Linked DNA regions of Zea mays: region 2 is linked to region 1. Evidence: chromatin contacts called from public Hi-C data. All regions are on one chromosome and are shown on one strand. Each heading gives the region's core, a stretch centred on a gene start, on an enhancer-like site or on the middle of the called end of the contact. The rest is flanking DNA. Distances are from core to core; before and after follow the strand shown. Region 1 holds the start of LOC100383598. Region 2 holds the start of LOC100273937.

Region 1 (3,279 bases), core at 570-3,069:
TCCAATCCATAACATAATGGGAGGAATTGAGGGGGAAATTAGCTCATTTCCACTCCAGTCCATATGGAATGGTAGGGTTTAGGTTTATCCAAACAAACCCACAAGATACAAGATGCGGAATTTCCATGACATGATAGTGGCAGACAAGAAAACAACCTTCCCAACAAGAGTAACAGTACAGAGAGCATAAGGAAAAGAGGAACCCAACCAAAGCAGAAAGCATACCCCAAAAGAGGGTGAATAGGCTTGCACTTGTTACATGTCCTACAATAGACTCGACAGTACAGGTACCACTAGACAGTAATAGCAAGCAATTTGACCATTCCAGCATTTCTACATTAAGGATAGGACATAGTATGCAAACAATCATGGGAAGCATCACATGTATCGTGAAAGGGCAAGATCTTATAGGATGACTTACTGGGGCAATCTCCACTCCATCTGAATTTAGATACCTCGGATAATCATCCCACTCGCTCATGGAACTGTCGTAGCCTGCAGGACAAGGCAAGAACCAGACAATTCAGTTAGCAAATAACAGAAGTCTCATAGCAACAAATATATTAAAAATTATGTTACCATCAATCAGGCGCCCACAAGAACGACGAAAACAGCAAACTACAGTATGATCACCACATGCTCCTCACCTCCGTAGTAATACGCTGGTAGATAAAACAGGTTGGGATCCGTAAAGTCTTGGATCACCGGCGTGATGGACGGCTCCGGCGGGATCGCCACGCTCAGCGGCTGGCTCGCCGCGGCGCCCTGCTGGTTTAAATTTAAATGAACAGCACAAAGAAGCGACGAATCAGAACCGCGGATTATCTCGACAAAACCATGAGCATGGGGACAGGACGAGAAGCCACGGGCGCTTGTGCTGTTATCCCTTTACCTTTTTGGCGGTGGCAGCAGCAGGCTGTGTTGCGTCCGCCGCCTTGGGCTGCGAGTCGAGCGACAGCTTCTGCAGCAGATCCGTGGTTTCTTCGCGCAACAGCAAAGCGGAGAATTAAGGTGCAACGGTTTGTTTCTAGATCGACCCCCCCCCCCCCCACCCAGACCTTGCAAGCTACTGAATCCTATCGAGCAGTATGAATAAACGTAAACCAATCACAAACCCAGAAGAAAAAGAAGAGATTTGTTTCTGTTATCCCCCTGTAGAGCTGAGCTCGCAAACAGCAGCGAAGACACAGTTAAAAAGAAAGAAAACCCCGTATGGATCTGTACAGTTCAAAGCGAAACGAGGCGGTAGCCGGTAGGGACAGACGATTTCACACGGTAGCCTTGCGCAGCCGCCATGGGAAGGCAAACCCCCTTTGACCCCCAACCAACCAACCAACCAACGAAGCAGCAAGGCAAAAAAAACCTTTGACCCCGCGCGCGACCAAGCAGCGAAACCCCGGAAAGGCAAAAACCTCTGGCGCACGGCAGCGAACGAAGGATACGATCCGCGACAGGGACGGTGGCAGGAGCAGGAGCCGGAACCGGTGCCGGCGCGGGGGCCGGGGGCGGCGCGACGGCGGCCATGGCGCGAGATCCCAACGAACGAACGAACGAACGGGGAGGCAGCGGCGAGATCCGAGAGCCCCCCGACCGACCGACCGACCGACCGGGCCTTGTCCCCTCTTCCTCTCCTACGGATAGGTAGGCAGGTACGCGCGAGCTTAAGCTCGGGGTAAAAGGAGGGAGCGAGAGGAGGTGGCGGCGGCGGCGGCGGGGCGTGGGGACTGGGGAGGAGGGAGGCGAGCCGCAGCAGCGCGGCGGGTAGCGGTAGCGGGGGATAGCAGCACGGTTTACTGGTACAAGAGGGGCTGCTGTGTCTGGAGCGGAAAAGGAGGGGTTTTGGGTGGGGTGCGGGGGGTCATATAGCACCAGGAGGTGCTTGCTGGCTAGTAGGCTACAGTGCTAGTACACCCGTATAGGCCTGTGGAGTTCGGCAGCCGCACGGCTCTCTCTCGCGAGCCTGCCGCCTGCCGCCTGCCTGGCGTTCGCTTTGGATTCCTCCCCCTCCCCGCCGGCCCGCACCACTCCATTTTCTGTTTCTGTATTTTCGTCACGCTCCCTGCACTACGGCCTCTTCTTTTCTGGGTTCGTGCGGGCGAGTGGTGAATGGTCGGTCTCTATTGGTGGATTAGTTTACTACTTTACTAGTGTGGGTAATCGTGATCGCGGGGTGCTGGGTTTCAAAGCTAATTCCGATGTGGTTTAAAGCCAGGCAGCCAGACGAGACGACGAGTACCTGGCGCTTAGCTGAGGCCTTGTTTTTTTTTGTGCGTGTGTGTGACTGTGCACTGCAGCGTGTTGTGTTCGTATTCCTTTTTTGGTTAAAATTAAACCCGTGTACAGTGACCACTACGTGTTGATGACTATTTCGGGCGACAACCTGTCTCCGGTGGTGCACAGTGCAGAGCTGCGGTGGCGAAGAAGAGTGGCGGCGATGAGCTCACACACGTGCTGCTGCTACAACTACAGTTGGCTACAGTAGATCGTGTGCTGTGTAGTAGAGTAGCGGCCCGCGCGAGTCCAGCAATAATTGCGCGAGTCGTCGCCAGACCGTCGATCGCGTTTTCTACTAAAGGAAAAGACAAATGGAAAAGAGGAGGTGGCGGGAATCGGCAAACGCTCTAGCAGTTTCGCAGAGAAACGGTAGACGAGGAGCCACGGCAGCAGCAGCAGAAGAGCGCACCGGACTGGAACCGGACGGCTGGCAGTGCCGCCACGCACCGAGCCCAGCCGTCCAATAAGGGCCATAATGGCCGTGAGCAGCCGGCGCCCTGCTTTCTTTTCTTTTCATCTTTTGTATTGTTTTAGGGGCATTCTCTTTTCTTTTTCTTTTTTTTACCCAAATTTTCTCGGTGCCTTTCCGTCGCAAGGCACATGGATGGAGAAACGAAGCGAGGGTAGATAAGATCGCGCTGGCACGTGCCGCGCCTACCAACTTGTTGCCTCTGCCTATCCCTACCAGGCGCAGACGGGTCGAACGGGGTCGCGTCGTACATCTGTTATCTTCCCTTCTCTTCTTTTCTCTTCTTTTCTTTCCTTTGATTGAACTAACGGCGGGGAAATTTTGATAGCAAGGGTGGGAGGGACAAAAGAATAAACGGACGAGGCCGTTTTCTCTTTCTTGCGACGTCGAAATCTGGCCCGGCCGGCCGCGCCGCCGGTGGCGAGATTCCGGCGCCGGGCGTGGACGCGTGGCTGCGTCCCGTCCGGCAGAACTGGAAATGGGATCGCGTGACGGAGGAATGCACGTGGGTTTTTTTTTTCCCTGCGATCTCGTCC
Region 2 (3,279 bases), core at 451-2,950, 270 kb after region 1:
GATCAGATTAATTATCACTGAGCCAACAGATATAACTAAGGAACTGATGTAGCACCCAGCTACACTCACCAGTATTGAAACAAGTGACAAGGGACCAGGGTATGACGATATGATTTTCTCAAAAGACACTGTTGCATTTGCAAACATAAAATAGCTGTTGAAAGAGAATAATTTCAAGTGATGATACATTACTGCACTGATAAGAAAGAGCAAGTGCCAAATTCGGATGCCAGGCAACCTACACGTTCATAAGCTCCAATTCATTCACCCAGAACTGTGCCCGCTCCACCAACTACAGAAACAAAACAAGTAGAACGTCACCAAACTACAAATTTAACAATGCATAAGTACCGGATGCAGTTCAAAGGCTCCTACTTGGGTACAATTGTACAAATCAAACCTAATTTGGCAGACCCACATGGAAAACAGATGCACATTTAAATGGTTTGCTTGGACACTTACACAAGACGAAATTCCGCAGCAGACAACTTGGATTTAAGGGGTTGTCCACATCAAGATAATTGCATTATGCGCAATGGACCGTGTGAGACTGGCATACGCTTATATCTTTTATGCCAAAATATTTCAACAGCCTGGCAATCTATGTAATGTGGAACCTCAGGAAAGAACGAAACTGAATCATCTTCGAGAATTGTTCCAAACAGCAAAGCAAATGTCTTTGAAAGCAAAATGATGGCATGCGATTCTGCAGTTCATTTTCTTTGTTCCGTGTTATGAGGGTGCGGTATGCCTTTTTTTTGGGGGGGGGTGCTGCTTGAGCTTCCCAGTTCTTTGTTTCTAAAACTGTTGTGATCTTTCTTTTCTCTCTTAAACTGAAAGGCAGAGATCCGGGCATTTATACATTACAAAAAGGAAAAAATCATCCAATCCAGAAACCAAACAAGCTGCAACCTAAAACCAATAAAACCTTTTGGCGGATTTCTAGCCCAAGGTAGTTCTGACTCTTGCCAGAATTCTTCGCGTGCCAAATCAAGAACCTCCCACTCCCTGGACATCAAGATTCCCTGAGAACATCCTCTTTCAAGCAACCCATTGCCAGTATAAAATAAAATTAAATAAAAGTAGCACTTGCGCACCGCAGCCGATGTCGACCATGAGGGGAAGCAAGGGGTCGTCGAACACCTCCTTCCACTCTGGCGGCCCCGTGGGCTCCTACGCACCGCAAAACAGAGCACAAATTAACTGAAAATACGAGTGCCTGTGCTCGCTTGGCAATATTAAAAAAATGGGTGAGGAGTTAGGAGTGCTTTACCGAGAAGGATGAGCTGAGCGGGTTCACGTGCTGCCGTATGCGCATGTGATGGCCCCTCTGCGTACAGAGATGGATCAGCGGTAAGATTGGAATAGCACCGGGGTACGGACGAAGAGAAGAAGGGTGACGACAGACGTTGGGGTACAGAGGCCGGAGGTTGAGGTCGGCGTACTCCTTGTCCACGGCGTCTGGGCTCTGCGCAGCGGAACACCGGGCCCGGGACGAGAGAGGGCAGCGGGCGGAGGGGAGGTGGAGCAGGCGCCAGCACACTGTGGCCGCAGTTGTCCAAGCCATGCTGCGCTAGGGTCTCGGCTGTTGCTGCTGCCGAGCGGGGGACGTCGTGGAGTTTCGGCCTTGTTTGTCTGTCTGATGGGTAAGCGACGAAGTGATGGCGTTCGTGCGTGCGAGGCGACGGCGGCGCGACTTTGCGGCGGGGAGGGATGCCGAGCGCCGGGTGCGACCCGCAGCCATTTGTGAGAATGTAGCGTGATTCGGTGCTTGGATAGTGGACGGCCCAATGCTTTTGACCTCAAAATTGACATGGGCTACGACGACACTTATCCTCCTCTCGGCCCAAATGACAGGATTGAAAAGGAACCCAAAAATAAATCAACTGTCAATTCTATATGCAACATGTTAGCCACTGAAAATCCTCCAGTTTCGAGGCACATGATGACAGCTTCTTTCTTTTTGCGACACACATGGTAGCTCATGTTACTGTTGGTTTTCTGAAGCAACTAGACCTCACTAGTACCTCTCTTTGTACGAACTAAACTACCAAGGGAACCAATTTACAACCTGTACATGGTAACAACAGGCAATGGGTGTTTGATTCAAAAAAAAAACAGGCAATGGGTGTTATGGGCTATGCTCTTGGATGACAATGAACTTGTATGCGTCGAGCTGCTGCTGACCCTCTTCTCGTGGCAGCATCCTAAATCCTGCTTTTGAATGTAAGTTTAACCGTTTGAAGCCTCGGTCATCTCCGGATGGTGATTGAGACCCGATCAACCCTGCATTTGAATATATGTCTAACCATTTAGTAAGTAATGAAAGGAACAGCACCTGTGTTTTGGAGTCTATAATGCTTTACCTGCCCAATTGTGATAGTTCCGGTTCCTGGAGCAGCAAATCTTGCAGTTTCTCAGCGCTAGCATCACTGTTAGCAGTAGAAAAGAGAAAGGTTCAGAAATTTCGCTGCCAATAGATTCAGAAGATAGGGTAACATGCTAATTGCAGCACACCTGGAATCAAGAGAGAGTAGCCTATGATGAATTGAGCTATCAGAGCCAATGTAAGTGACAACTAGGCTTCCAGCATCTGGATGTGGCCAGCTTCGGGTGATAGGAAATCTGAGAACAAATGTTCCTGCCTCCTTTAACAATTCCCTGGAACTTCTTAGTGCACTCTCAGCTTCTTCTGTTGTAATCAAGCCCTCTATCCATCTAGGTGCTGTGCAATCCCACAGCTTTTTAATTCTCTCTCTCGATAATGAAACAGCCACTGGGTATAACCAGCACCATAGCCTATCAAATTCATCTCTTCCTATGTCCTCACCACAACCAGCAATGCCTCTTAAAACCTCAAGATCCTGAAACAGTGAATACTATGCAATTAAACATTGCACCGTACAAAAAGTATACAACCCTGGGACTGATAGTTAACATACTGAGGTCATGTAAAGATATCCTACCTGCTCTGATAAACCCCTACGCACAGAATGGGCAATGTTCGTAAATTTTGTTATGATCTCTGGAATGGCAGATGACCAAAGAGCACGTTCATTGTTCTTTGAGATCATGTTCCAAGTGTCAGCACCCTCTCTGAGCAATCTCTTCGACATTAATATTTGGTTTCTAGAAGGGAAAAATAAATCGCAGAATTACTGTCAATAATACGAGTGAGGAAAAATTTATCAGATACAAGAGTTAAATTACCTGTGGTGGGAGCATCCACTATACAACGAGACTCGGTCTGCAAGTTTTACCAAGTCATCTTTGTTAACA

The links. A called contact is a pair of places that touch in the nucleus more often than the background predicts.
Region 2: a contact with region 1 is called in a Hi-C map of tassel, with 2.3 times the contacts expected there. The contact joins the promoter of LOC100273937 here to the promoter of LOC100383598 in region 1. A contact is called at or near these places in 2 of 25 Hi-C or Micro-C datasets (leaf and tassel).

What each region holds. Positions count from the first base shown.
Region 1 is chr1:12,253,199-12,256,477 of Zm-B73-REFERENCE-NAM-5.0, forward strand. It overlaps LOC100383598, which reads right to left and starts at 1,820. Exons shown (of 9, transcript NM_001176246.1): 1 at 1,443-1,820; 2 at 893-981; 3 at 648-765; 4 at 422-495. The coding sequence starts at 1,524.
Region 2 is chr1:12,526,142-12,529,420 of Zm-B73-REFERENCE-NAM-5.0, forward strand. It overlaps LOC100273937, which reads right to left and starts at 1,701. Exons shown (of 8, transcript NM_001148329.1): 1 at 1,409-1,701; 2 at 1,274-1,330; 3 at 1,098-1,173; 4 at 929-1,008; 5 at 243-292; 6 at 70-154. The coding sequence starts at 1,567.